Regions from separate parts of the Sus scrofa genome. Here regions 1 and 2 are each linked to region 3. A link is a contact called in public Hi-C and HiChIP or PLAC-seq data. All regions are on one chromosome and are shown on one strand. The core of a region is the stretch at or near the end of the contact, and the rest is flanking DNA. Distances in the headings are between cores, read along the strand shown.

The links. A called contact is a pair of places that touch in the nucleus more often than the background predicts. HiChIP or PLAC-seq counts read pairs in DNA pulled down with a chosen protein or histone mark.
Region 1: a contact with region 3 is called in an H3K27ac HiChIP or PLAC-seq map of alveolar macrophages. The contact joins the promoter of SNX32 here to the promoter of SART1 in region 3. A contact is called at or near these places in 5 of 47 Hi-C or Micro-C datasets (embryonic fibroblasts, heart right ventricle, liver and 1 more) and 2 of 2 datasets of contacts at active chromatin or transcription factors (alveolar macrophages and skeletal muscle).
Region 2: a contact with region 3 is called in a Hi-C map of skeletal muscle, with 11 times the contacts expected there. The contact joins the promoter of MUS81 here to the promoter of SART1 in region 3. A contact is called at or near these places in 1 of 5 promoter capture datasets (liver), 10 of 47 Hi-C or Micro-C datasets (embryonic fibroblasts, epiblast stem cells, heart right ventricle and 6 more) and 2 of 2 datasets of contacts at active chromatin or transcription factors (alveolar macrophages and skeletal muscle).

The regions. Positions count from the first base shown.
Region 1 is chr2:6,486,917-6,491,107 of Sscrofa11.1, reverse strand. SNX32 (sorting nexin-32) reads left to right here and starts at 2,373. Exons shown (of 13, transcript XM_003122527.4): 1 at 2,373-2,851. The coding sequence starts at 2,816. It overlaps LOC100511545, which reads right to left and starts at 2,255. Exons shown (of 6, transcript XR_002341440.1): 1 at 108-2,255.
Region 2 is chr2:6,468,344-6,472,545 of Sscrofa11.1, reverse strand. It overlaps MUS81 (crossover junction endonuclease MUS81), which reads left to right and starts at 1,766. Exons shown (of 16, transcript XM_003122526.5): 1 at 1,766-3,841; 2 at 3,956-4,085. The coding sequence starts at 3,707. CFL1 (cofilin 1) reads right to left here and starts at 988. Exons shown (of 4, transcript NM_001004043.1): 1 at 908-988. The coding sequence starts at 910.
Region 3 is chr2:6,371,971-6,376,240 of Sscrofa11.1, reverse strand. It overlaps SART1 (U4/U6.U5 tri-snRNP-associated protein 1), which reads left to right and starts at 2,899. Exons shown (of 20, transcript XM_003122517.6): 1 at 2,899-3,308. The coding sequence starts at 2,996. It overlaps TSGA10IP (testis-specific protein 10-interacting protein), which reads left to right. Exons shown (of 9, transcript XM_021083386.1): 7 at 543-642; 8 at 843-967; 9 at 1,462-1,624. The coding sequence ends at 1,585.

The sequences.
Region 1 (4,191 bases), core at 1,124-3,623, 120 kb before region 3:
TTAGATTGTAAAACGGACTGCATGGGAAAGGAGAGGGCAGAAACAGTGGAGGAAATAACTGTAAAATCTGATAAACCCCATCACTACTATGGGATTGGGCTGCTTACTTTTTTTCTTCACTTCTTTATTTTCTTCTCTCTGCTTCTGCTTTTGTCACTTCAGAGTCCCTCCTTCTTCTTTAGTGGCCTCCTTCAGAAACTGACTTTGTCTACAGCAGCCCACATCTTCTTCCACAACTTCATGACCCCGCCCTCAGCCCTGCTGCGATGTTCTGTTTTTCTCGCTAGGCATTCTCCTACGTCTCATAAGCCCAGTCACGTGTTAAATTAAAACCTAGCTCATCCTGAATCCACTTCTCAACTGTTTCCCTTCAAGCTCCTGAGTCATAGCTCCTTTCCAAGAAACCAATGTCCATTTTTCCTCTTCTTATCAACAGACTAACAAGTCTTCTCTTTCTTCTCAAAATGTTCCATTTCCCTCTTTATGACTCTTCTCCACTTCCTTTGGTCCTGGTCTCTGCCTTCACTCTCAGTAGCTCTTCAATCCTACTCTCTCTCCTCTTAGGCTCAGATGCTCTCCTTTCTCTCTCCTATTTACCCCTTGAGGATCAATAACCTGCTTGGCTCTAATTTCTCCTCTTTGACTTGTAATACTTTCCCTATCTGCTTCTCCTTCCTTCTTTAGCTTAAATCCTTCATCCGTCTCATTCACTGGTACCTTCATCTATATTCTCTTTCTCTTCCATAGAAACAGATTCATCAGTATTATCATTCACTCCCTCTAAGGCATCCTCTTCAGCCTCCACCCCTTCCTCAGTCTCTTCTAGCTCTTCATCATTCTCCTCTACCTTTTTGAAAGGCATTTCCATCTCAGCATCCACAATTTCTATCAATCTTTCATCATCAGTAACTTCTACCATGTTTTCAACTTTCTCTTCTTGTATGCTCCCCGTTCTTAAACCCTCCAGCTTCTCTCCACTACTCTCCAGCTTCTCCCTACTGGATCCCAGCTTCTCTATACTTGACGGACGTTGATCTCCAGTGGATCTCAAATCCTCTCCACTAGTCCCCAGCTTCTCTCCCCTAAACACCAGCTTCTCTCTGCTTGAACTCAGCTTCTCCCCACTCGACCTCAGCTTCTCCCCACTCGACCTCAGCTTCTCCCCACTCGACCTCAGCTTCTCCCCACTCGACCTCAGCTTCTCCCCACTCGACCTCAGCTTCTCCCCACTCGACCTCAGCTTCTCCCCACTCGACCTCAGCCTCTCCCCACTCGACCTCAGCCTCTCCCCACTCGATCTCAGCCTCTCCCCACTCGATCCCAGCCTCTCCCCACTCGACCTCAGCCTCTCCCCACTCGATCTCAGCCTCTCCCCACTCGATCCCAGCCTCTCCCCACTCGACCTCAGCCTCTCCCCACTCGACCTCAGCTTCTCCCCACTCGACCTCAGCCTCTCCCCACTCGATCTCAGCCTCTCCCCACTCGATCCCAGCCTCTCCCCACTCGACCTCAGCCTCTCCCCACTCGACCTCAGCTTCTCCCCACTCGACCTCAGCTTCTCTCCACTCAGCCTCAGCTTCTCTCCACTCAGCCTCAGCTTCTCTCCACCAGACCTCAGCTCCTCCTCATTCTGCCCTAGGTCATTGCCTCTGGATCTCAAGTCCTCACCACTGGTCCTCCCTCCAGTAAAGTTCAACCTCTCTTTAAACCCAGACCCCTTCCTAGGCCCTGGCGTTGTCCCGGCATTCTCAGATTCAGCCTCGATTTTGTGTCTGACTTCTTGCTTTCCCCACATCTTCTTTGAGCGCTCTTTCCCCAAACCCGCGGAAGCCTGTAATGCACTGGCTACACTGTGCCCTCGTCTCGCACCCTGACTCCGGCCTGATTTTCCTCTCAAGGCTGTCTTCTCCACATCTTCCACTCTCGAGTCCTCAGACTCAAGCTTCGGGTCCCACATCCTAGGCTTTTGCGTATTTCTACCCAGGAGCTCCATTCTCTTCCCGATCACGATGAGCCCGTTCCAGGGCATCCACAATTTTTCTCGCGTCGTCTGCGCCCCTCTACTTCCTGGCTCCAGCAGCGACCGCCCGCGGGCCCAGGCCTGGCCTCGGGGGCTCTGGCCGCGGGTCTTGTCGCGCCCCCTCGCTGCCCTGTGCGGCTTACCCCTCCACTCCCTCATGTCCCAGGGAGGAAAGACAAACGGAACCCCTTTCTTGACAGACATTAGCCCCGACCCTCGTCCCTAGTCCGCCACCCCCACCACGTCTCCCCCACCCCCCACCCCCCGCCTCCCACCCGGCCCGCTGGCCCGCCGCCCCGCCCACCGCCTAGAGGGCGCGAGACTGGGCGAGTGCGCACGCGCAGACCGCGCGAGGCCGTTGGAAGCCTCGGCCCAGAGCGGTGGAGGACGGCAACCCGCAAGCCTGAGGCGGGGCCTAACGTGACACGAGACCTCTGCGACCCTGGAGCCCCCCCCGACTCCAGTACCCACTTTGTCGCCTGTCCCCGGCCCTCTCAGTTCCCCACTGCCCCCTTAAAAGCCGGGACCTGGGCAAGGGAATGACAGGCTTTACAGCCAATGGCGTCCCGCACAGTAAACCTGCTACCCAATCAAAAGGCGCGGCTGCGAGAGAAAGGCGAGGGAACCACGCCCTACTCCAGGTGACTCCTGGGCAGGGAGGGGAGCGTGCCACCGTCATCAGATAGGGTCCCTACTCAGTCTGTTCCTCCAGGCGAGTTACCGAGGACCAAACTGCGGGAGCGCGCGGGCAGTGGCCTGCGGCGGCATCTTTGTGTGCTATAGTCGAGGAGAGTGATGGAGGAGCATCAAGAGGCTGGGAAGGAGAGCAAGGTAGAGAAAGGATGCAAACCCCCTCCCAACCTTCCCCTCACTCCGTGGTACCCAGTGCTACCCAGTCAGGGAGTGGTGGTGATGTGTGTTTTCGCGCGCACGCGTGAGCTAGAGAAAGAAGAGACCTGAGCAAGGGGTGGGGCGCCTCTATGGCATCTGCATGGGGACTGGTGAGGATGCCAAAGAAGGCATCTTTACCTTTGCCCTAACAGAAAAGGCCCCATCGCTCCTACTTCTCCCCTCCCCAGGACCGAGTCATGCTGGTTTAATGGGAAAGAAAAGGCAAGGATGTTAAGGATTGAGAAGGGGCTGGAGTGCCTTCCTCTTTTCCCAAAGTGTGGGGAATCCTGTTCAGAAATGATGGCTTCACTTGCGTATCTGTTTGTATAATCGTAAAGCCATTAATTCTTTCCACCTCACCTCAGTCAACAAATAGTTTCTGAGCATTCTTGTACCAGGAATGGTTGTACAGAAGTGCTCACTTTTAGGGATTGGAGGCATGTACATTAGTGGGCTGTGACAGGATGGAGCAGCTATGGTCCATCTTTGAAGTCCCATCTCCCTCAAGCAGTTACCAAACAGAAAGGAGACAGGGGACTTGGGGACCTATAGCACCAATGAGCCAGACTGTGTGTTATGTGTGCGGGGGGGCAGGGGGGCAGTTGGGCAAAGGGAGAGCCTGCCCTGGGGGTGTCAGAGAAGCCAAGAAGTAAGAAATGGGGTTCAGGAGTTCCTGTTGTGGTGCAGCGGAAACGGATCCGACCAGGAGGTTTCGGGTGGGATCCCTGGCCTTGCTCGGTGGCTTAAGGATCTGTCGTGGCCGTGAGCTGTGGTGTAGGTTGCAGATGCGGCTCGGATCTGGCATTACTGTGGCTGTGGTATAGGCCAGCAGCTGTAGCTCTGATTAGACCCCTAACCTGGGAACCTTCATATGCCATGGGTGTGGCCCTAAAAAGCAAAAAAAAAAAAAAAAAAAAAAAAAAATTGGGGTTCAAGTGCACTGTGGAGAGGTGAAAGCGGCTGAGAGACACAAAGTATGGAACAGACAGCATCTGTTTCACTGTTTATCTGTGTTCATATTCATGGTTAAATTAGTTAATATGTATATAAAGTGCTTAGAGCAGTGCCTGGCATAGAGGAAGAACAAATATAAATGTTTGCTGTTATATTACTATGGCTGTCATCATATGGGATGGTTTGTGTTTCGAGGATGTACTGGACTACCAGACTGATGGATGCACCCACCCTCAACCTTTGTAGGTGCCAGACTCTGAAAGTACTACTAGACCTTGTCCTCTTGAGTAAGCATTACCTTCTTCAAGATTCTCCTTTAAGTACAG
Region 2 (4,202 bases), core at 517-3,016, 97 kb before region 3:
TTACACAACCTTCGGCCCTCGAAGCCTTCGGGCTGAACAGAGGGGGCGGGGTGGTTTCCGGGCGGTGCCCGCCTGGGTCACTTCCCTAAACTCAGCTCCACCCTCAGGCCCCATCCGGGAAAGCCGACGGCCCCACTTGTCCAGGGATTCGGGCCCGGCGGCCAGGCCTGAGCGAGTGCGCACGCGCCGGCCGACAGCGCCGTTCCATCCCTCGCCGGGAGTACTCGGCGGAGAACCCAGCTCGTCTCGTGGGCTCGCTCCCGAGCGCGGCCGTGGTCGCTGCGGGGTCCGCTGCGCGGGGCAAGCCCCCAATCTCAGGCGCCTGCGCCAAAACCCGGACACCCCCGCATCCCAGCTAGCCGCGCCGCCCCCGCCCCTTGTGGGCATCCCTGCCACCTGCTCTCGAGACAGACCCGCCTGCGAGGGAGGGTGACGCGAAGACAGGAACAGCCCTTGGGTGGGGCGCGCGCGCCGAGAGCGCTCGCGCGCTTTTCCTTCGCCGCCCCCGAGCCAGGTTTGGATGCCGCGTGCTCCCAGCGCGCGCGCGCACCCGCGAACCCATTCGCTTCGGCACCGCCGCGACGCGCGACACCGGCTGCTCCGCGACGGCCGCGCACCCGCGCGCCCTGGACCCCTCCCCCACGGCCAGTGTCCGCGCGGGCGCAACAGCGGAGTGGGGGAGGGGAGGGGAGTCCAGGGGGCGCGCGAGCGACGTCCGAGCCGGCCCTCACCGGCGCCCGCGGGCGCGCACGCGCGTCCCAGCGCCGCCCGCCCCTCAGCACGAGACCCTCATCCAGCCGGGGGATCTGGGGGAGGGGGTGCCGACGTCGCTCCCCCGTTCCCTCCCGCGCACGCAGACAATCGACTCGCAGCCGCCTCCCCTCCCGCGCCGTGGCCTGCCGCTCACCATATTTCCGGAAGCGAAAAGGAGATAGCAAGGAGCCAGAAAAGACAAGAGCCGCTTCAGCTGCTGCCGGGATCCGACTGAACGCGGCCTCTCCCGGCCCCTTCCGTTTAGTATGAGCCGCACAATGAGGGGCGGGGCGGGCTTCCGGCGCTCCTCCTGAAGACCGACGGGAAATGAAGTCCGAGGCTCCTGCGCTGTCCTCGGGCCAGCTGGGTAGCAGAGTCTTTTTCATCTGACAGCGTCTGGTCGTCACGTTGCATACTGGGAAGTGTAGTCCGGGGACAGCTGAGAGGGGCGGGACTACAGCAAGGAGAGCGCGCGGGTTGGTGGAATGCCCCAGGAAACGCTCTGCACAGAGCCAAGGCCTCGGTGCTGGGTGATTTGACCTGAAAATGAGCCTCGATTTCGCGCTTCTTTATCCCGTACCGAAACGGTTTTCCTAAGGTCCATCCTGGCGTTTTTCTGGATCTCTTGGTCTAAAAATTTCCAGTGACTTGGTATTTTGCTTTTGTGAATTGAAGCAACTATTCATTGGTCTGGAATCCAGTCCTAGAGCAAGGAGAATCCCAAGTATAAGGAGACTTCAATCCAGGACACATTCATTAACCATTCTCCATACTCAAAAGACACTCTTGTCTACTGAGGAAAGGCGATGTGCAATTTCAATAAAATAAGAGAAAAAAAACACAAGGAAAGACTACAAAGAAATCTTTGAAAATAGAGCTTTGTACTAGTTTTAAAAGCATTTGGCATATTCATGAGGCAATAAAGGGAGAAGAGCAGGGATTTATGCATTCGAAGATTACCGCCTTTTACTAGGCAGTGAGCAGAGGAAACAGATTTTATTTTATTTTTGCCATTTCTTGGGCTGCTCTCACGGCATATGGAAGTTCCCAGGCTAGGGGGTCGAATCGGAGCTGTAGCTGCCAGCCTATGCCAGAGCCACAGAAAGGCGGGATCCGAGCTGCGTCTGCGACCTACAGCACAGCTCACGGCAATGCCGGATCCTCAACCCACTGAGCAAGGGCTGGGATCGAACCCGCAACCTCATGTTCCTAGTCGGATTCGTTAACCGCTGCTCCACGACGGGAACTCCAGGAAACAGATTTTAAACCAGACTTAAATCTCGTTCTCCAGTTGGTAACCAGGCATATGGTTAATTTAATACCCACAGAAATTAAAACAGAAGCTCTGTGGGAGCATAACCTTCAAAAAACAGACTAGGGTGGGGGACTCCAGGGAGATTTCATTGGCTTTCAACAAAGGCCATAGCCGCTTACTCTGCAGAAGACAGGGTCGCAAACAAGAGAATTGGGGGCATCGATCCCATATGCAGAATAAAGGCTGTAAATGAAGAGCTGGAAGCTTGGTCTTCAGCTGGGGAGCAACACCCGAGACTGGGGTATGTCGCAGAGCATGCCGGGGACTGTAGTCGGGGACGTACCGCTGCATTGCCCCCCCACCGGGAGCATCAGGTGGGGACCGCAGCTCGACCGCCGCCTCCTGCAAGAGACCTTGCTACAAGATGAGATTGGCTCCACCTTTTTGAGCTTCGGAGTTTCCAAGAGCAACGAGGAGGGGGGTGGGAGATTTCGCAGTTACCCTGGAGACGCGCTCCCGCCCGCCCCTAGCTGCGGGATGCCCTAGATGTCCTTATTAGGACAAGAGACTAGAGGGGGCGGGTCCAATCCGAACGCCTGCTGGAGGCTCCTTATAAGGCAGCGTCAGGCGGGAGGCGGGAGTGCGGAGCCGGCCGGGGGGTGCGGGATCGAGGCTGGGCGGAGTCTGAAGGGGCAGGCCTGGAGCTCGGGCGCCCGCCTCTCCACTCCCGAAAGGCCCCAGACCCACACCTCGCCACTTCCGGTATGGCAGATGTCGGCTGCTGTAACTTGCTGGCGAGACTCTCGTGCTCAAGTGGAACCCCCTTTGCATAGTTCCCATCTTAACCTTCCTGAGAGTCCCCCACCTCCAACGAGTCACAAGAACGATGAAGTGTTCTTCCCTTGTCCGTATTTCTCACCCCCGGGTTGCTACCCCGAATCCAACAACATGCCCATGTCAGCCCCTCCCACATGCCTCGATGTCCAGCACCTCCTACTTGTCCCCTTTCTGTTTGTCTACTGTCTCCCTCTCCCTGTCCTCCCAGCTTTGGCCTTCCCTGCACGTCCTCGTCTTCGCGCCCCTCCCCCACTGCTCTGGATGGGGAGGCCCACATGGGATCACCATTTCCTCGGAGGGTCTTTCAGCTCTTTCTGCGTTACCTTTGTGTCCTCATTCCTAATGTCCTTCCTACAAAAACAACTGAACCCATCTGCTTCCCCATCCTCCCACCTCTCGGATTCTTCACTAGGCCAGTTTCTCCAGCGTCCTCCGCTAGAGCCAGTCTGAAACCAACAGCCTCGGGTTACTCATTTAAGCCCGGCCCGGCCAGACCTCCCAGTCATAGGGGGCGCTGTGCACCCTCTTCTCTCCTGTACAAAAAGGACTCCCGCTCTCGAATCCGGGGTAGATGGAAGGGGCGGGTCCAGGCCTGGGTTCGGCGCGTCCAAAAGGCTGGTCCTGTGCCGGAGCAACAGGAGAGCGAAAGGCGGTAGACACTACGTGCGGCACCAACCTCTTAGAGTGCAGAGGCGGGGAGGGCAGCAGAAGGCCGTCCTCTGGTTAGTGACCCGCGTGGGACCACGTGACTGCAGAGGGCCCGCCTCCGCCGCCGGAACCAGGTGTTCGAATCCCGTTTCCAGAACTGGCGGCGTCCCAGTCCTGCCGCCGTGAGGCGCCAGAGGACCCGCCCGGGCGCTGATGGCAGCACCGGTCCGCCTGGGTCGGAAACGCCCGCTGCCGCTTTGCCCAAACCCGCTTTTCGTACGCTGGCTGACCGAGTGGCGGGACGAGGCCGCCAGCAGGGGGCGCCGCACTCAATTCGTGTTTCAGAAGGTGGGTTCTGACCGGACCTGAAGGTGGGGCAGGTGCTGGCGGGGCCAGACAATCAGGCACCTCCCCAGCCCCGCGACCCAGCACTGTACCCGCTACCCACCCACCCCACCCTAGGCGCTGCGCTCCCTCCGGCGGTACCCACTGCCCCTGCGCAGCGGCAAGGAAGCTAAGATCCTACAGCACTTTGGAGACGGGCTCTGCCGAATGCTGGACCAGCGGCTGCAGCAACACAGAACATCAGGTGGTGAGTGCTGAGGCCAGGAGGCCTTGGTCCCTTGAGCCTCCCCCAGGCGTAGCCTCCGTCACCACCACCGGGGATACCGTCTGTACCTTCAGGCTCCCCACTCCTGTCCAAGTTGCT
Region 3 (4,270 bases), core at 1,650-4,149:
GTAGCTCCAATTAGACCTCTAGCCTGGGAACTTCAATATGTCATGGATACAGCCCTAAAAAGCAAAAGCAAAACAAAACAAAACAAAACAAAGAAAATTGAACCCAGAGCCCAGAGTGGGACCTTGCCTGAAGCCACAGCCACAGCTTCTCCTCCTGGGGGTGGATGGAATGTGCAAGCCAAGGCTCAGTTTCTCGGAAGCCAGCGCAGGCCCCTCTCCCTTGGGGGTAGCTGGGAGGACAGGCGAGCCTGGCACAACCTGCAGACTTGGGCATGTGCTCAGTCCTTCATTTCCCGGCTGTGCAACCCTGGGCAAGCCCCTCGAACCTCTTGAGTCTCTGGCAAGTTGTGGGTAAGATGGGGCAGATAATTCCCGCCCCTCTGACCTCGGGAGGAGGCCAGGGCAAGGATGGGAATGAAACGGCTTTGTAGAGCTAAGGGTGGGAGGACAGAAACAGAAAGTCCTTAGTGAGAACGAGTGGGCCGAGGAGCGGGGGTGACGCGTGTCCAGGGTTAGCTGCTCAGAGGCCCATCTCCCCGCAGGCGCCAGGAGCGACAGCGCTTTGCTGAGTACCAGGCAGAGTTGCAGGGCATCCAGCACAGGGTGCAGGCCCGGCCCTACCTGTTCCAGCAGGCCATGCAGGTGAGGCCAGCAGCTGGGTCAGCACATGGGCTCCGGAGAACCAAGCTTTTCACTGGCCCAGTGGGTGGGAGTGGGCCCCCTGAGTCAGGCCCCCCAAGGCTGCCGCCCATCTGGAAGCCCCAGGACCCCTGTGTAATCAGAGCCTCATGGTGTCCTCAGCAGCCCTGTCAAGAGAGGGAACCCCTCTTCTCTCTCCTCAGGTCAATGCCCGGCTCACGGTGACGCGGCGCTTCTCCCAGGTGCTGTCGGAACTGGGACTGGATGAGGAGCAGCTGCTGGCTGAGGCAGGAAAGGGGGACAGAGAAGGTGCCCCCAGGAAACCCAGGTGAGGCCCAACTGCGGGGAGAAAGGGCACCATCACCAGCACTCCCCACAGGGTCTCACCCCGCGTCTGCCGGCCCTGGATCCACCCAGAATCTGGGCTTCAGACCTGCCCCATCCACTCCCTGACCTGGAGGACGAGTCCAGCTTGAGCGGAGGAAGGCAGGGCCAGGGTTATTTTCCCTACTTCCGGTGCGGAAACTAAGAACCCGAGGGGTAGGGCCATGCCCAAGGACACAGGAATGCACCGCACACCAAGTTCCCACCCTGGGCTGGGGCCTGGCCAGTCACTCCACATACGCGTATGCTTTCCAACAACTAGGTGCACAGCAGGGGTTTTGAGGCTTGAGGAGGGGTAATCACTTCTCAGGGTCACACAGTACAGGAGCCCCGACATCAGTGATGATGGCCTCACCCATCCAACAGCCCATGTCTTCTTGGGCACAGGGACAGAGAGCTGTAGAGCCCAGTGGCCTCTTGGTGTCTTTTGTCTTTAAGGAGCCACAGGTCAGTGGGGGCAAGAATGCAGGACTCTTCTCAGAGCCCCACGAAGACAGGATCCACCGGCAGCCAGCCTGATAAGCACTCTAACTCAAGCTCAGACCAGGAGTCTGGTGTCTAAGATTAAAATTAAAAATAAAATTAAATGCTTTGTGGAAAATAGTGTGAGATTTCTGGTGGTGGGAAGGGGCTGCGTGTTGGGAGCTGGCGGTGGCAGGTGGGTTTGCAGCAGGCTTTCCCCACATCCCAGAGGAACTCTGGCTGTTCTGGCTGCCCCCTCCCTGTGCACAGCTCTGCCTCTGCTCCTGAGGTGTGAGCATGGCATCTCCAAGAGCAACAGCGGCAACTTGCCCTAGAAATGCTGGGTCCTAGAAAGTCAAGAGTGAATAGGACAGAATGGCTTCTGCCTTTGGGAACTCCCAGTTCTGGGGGGGAGGAAAGCGGAACTTTAAAGGGGAGCATAATCACAGACAGATGGGCCTCCAGATGGGGCAACTGGGAGGTGAGGGGTGTCAGGAGGGATGGAGAGATTGTGTGAACAGAGTTTTTGTTGTTGTTGTTTATTTGGCTGTGCCTGTGGCATGCGAGAGTTCCTGGGTCAGGAATTGAACCCAAGCCACAGGAGTGACCCAAGTCGCTCCAGTGACAGTCCCGGATCTTTAGATCTTTAACTCGCTGCGCCATAGGAGAATTCCTGTGTAAACTGAGATTTTAGCTTCAAGCAACTTCAAGTTAGAGCTCCTCTCAAGAGGGAAAAAAAAAAAGCAGCAGCAGCTCCCGCGAGCGCGCTCTCTCTCTCTCTCTCTCACACACACACACACACACACACACACACACACACACACACACACACACCCCGATGTGCTAAATTTTGCGTTCGATTTCAGGGGTTCACAGGCATGCAAAGGCCCATCTCGAGCTCCGTAGCAGTCAAAGCGCACGTTAAAAAAACCCAATTCAGGGACCGTGGGAAGGCAGCGTTTGCAGACAATATTAGTTGTGGGGGCTGGGAGGAGGCTGGGTTGTGGAGCTGAGGGTCTCAGGAGCAGAACGTGCTCCGTCCTCCTACACCTGATCGGCCACGACCCCAGGGAGTCTACTAGGAGGACTTCTGCTGGAGCGGCGGGCGCTGCAGTGAGCATCCCGTGGCTGAGGGTGTGCAAGCGGAGGGAAGCCAGGGAGGCCATGCTGGCTTAGATGGGCCCTAGGTCCTTCAAATTCTGGGATACGGTCTTCCCCGGACTCGAACGCGCCCCTCAAGCTTGAGCGCACGCGCAATCCGACCACTATGTCAAAGACCGCCGCTCGGCCAGTGCCGGCCGCGAATGCGCAGTCGGGCCCGATCCCAGCCTTCCCATGAGCCTTTGGGGCAGCTCCGAGGCAAAGGACGGAAGCAGCCGCTCTTGGTTTCCGGCAACGCGACGGCGCAGCCGGGCCCGACCCGGAAGTGTTCCCATTTTGCGCCGTCGGGGCTCGGCGGCGGCGGTGGCGGCGGCGGCGGCGGCGGCGGGGCTCGGGTGGACCTACCACCATGGGGTCGTCAAAGAAGCACCGCGGGGAGAAGGAGGCGGCCGGGACTACGGCAGGAGCGAGCACCGGGAGCGCCACCGAGCAGCCGCCTCGGCACCGGGAGCACAAAAAACACAAGCACCGGAGCAGCGGCGGCGGCAGCAGCGGTGGCGAACGACGAAAGCGGAGCCGGGAGCGTGGGAGCGAGCGCGGGAGCGGGCGGCGCGGGGCCGAAGCGGAGGCCCGCAGCAGCACGCACGGGCGGGAGCGTAGCCAGACAGAGCCCTCCGAGCGCCGCGTGAAGCGGGAGAAGCGAGATGAAGGCTACGAGGCCGGTGAGGGGCGGGGCCTGGGCAGGGGGCGGGGCGATGGGGAGGGTCTCAGGGTGGAGGGCCTCGGGGATGGAAGCCAAGCCCACAGGCCCAGCCATCCCCAGGCCCGTCGTCAGCGCATTTGGAAGGGTCTTGTTTTGATTATTTGGGATTAAGGGTTGGCTTTCTCTGCTAAACTCCGTGAAGGTGGAGATTTTCTCTGTTTTCCTTAACTGACACATCACAGGCACTCGCTAAATGTGTCGAGTGAACGCATGGAGTGGTACCATCGTGTGTAGAGGCAGGAGGACACCTGGTATTGGGCAGGTTATGTAGAGCTCATAGCAGAGACATGAGGCAGGGGTCCGAACACAGAGGCTCCTGCAAGCCTGTTAAGATAATTGAATTTTGTTGGCGTTCCCGTCCTGGCGCAGCGGAAACGAATCCGACTAGGAACCATGAGGTTGTGGGTTCGACCCCTGGCCTGGCTCAGTGGGTTAAGGATCCTGCACTGTCTTGAGCTGTGGTGTAGGTCACAGGTGCAACTCGGATCTGGCGTGGCTGTGGCGGTGGTGTAGGCCGGCAGCTGTAGCTCCAATTCGACCCTTAGCCTGGGAACCTCCATATGCCAGGGTGTGGCCCTGAGAAAACAAAAAACAAAAAATTTTGAACTTTGTTTCAAAAGTAATAGGGAGCCATGAATTCGAGCTGGGGAGCGAGTTAGTCGTATTCACGTTATCACAGAGAACACTGTGTTGAGAACTGGGTAAAGAGCAGTCAAGACCCATAGAGGAGGTAAGGACTGGCCATGGCTGGCACCAGGGCAGCAGCAGCGGGATGGAGAGTCGTTGACCCATTGGAGAGGTGTTTTGGAGGAGGAGGTGACAGAGCTTAAGCACTTGGATGACAGTGGGAAGGAGAAGAAGGAATTGAGGATGGTCCTTGGATTTTGGCTGGTGTGACCAGGTGGGTGGTAGTGTTGTCGA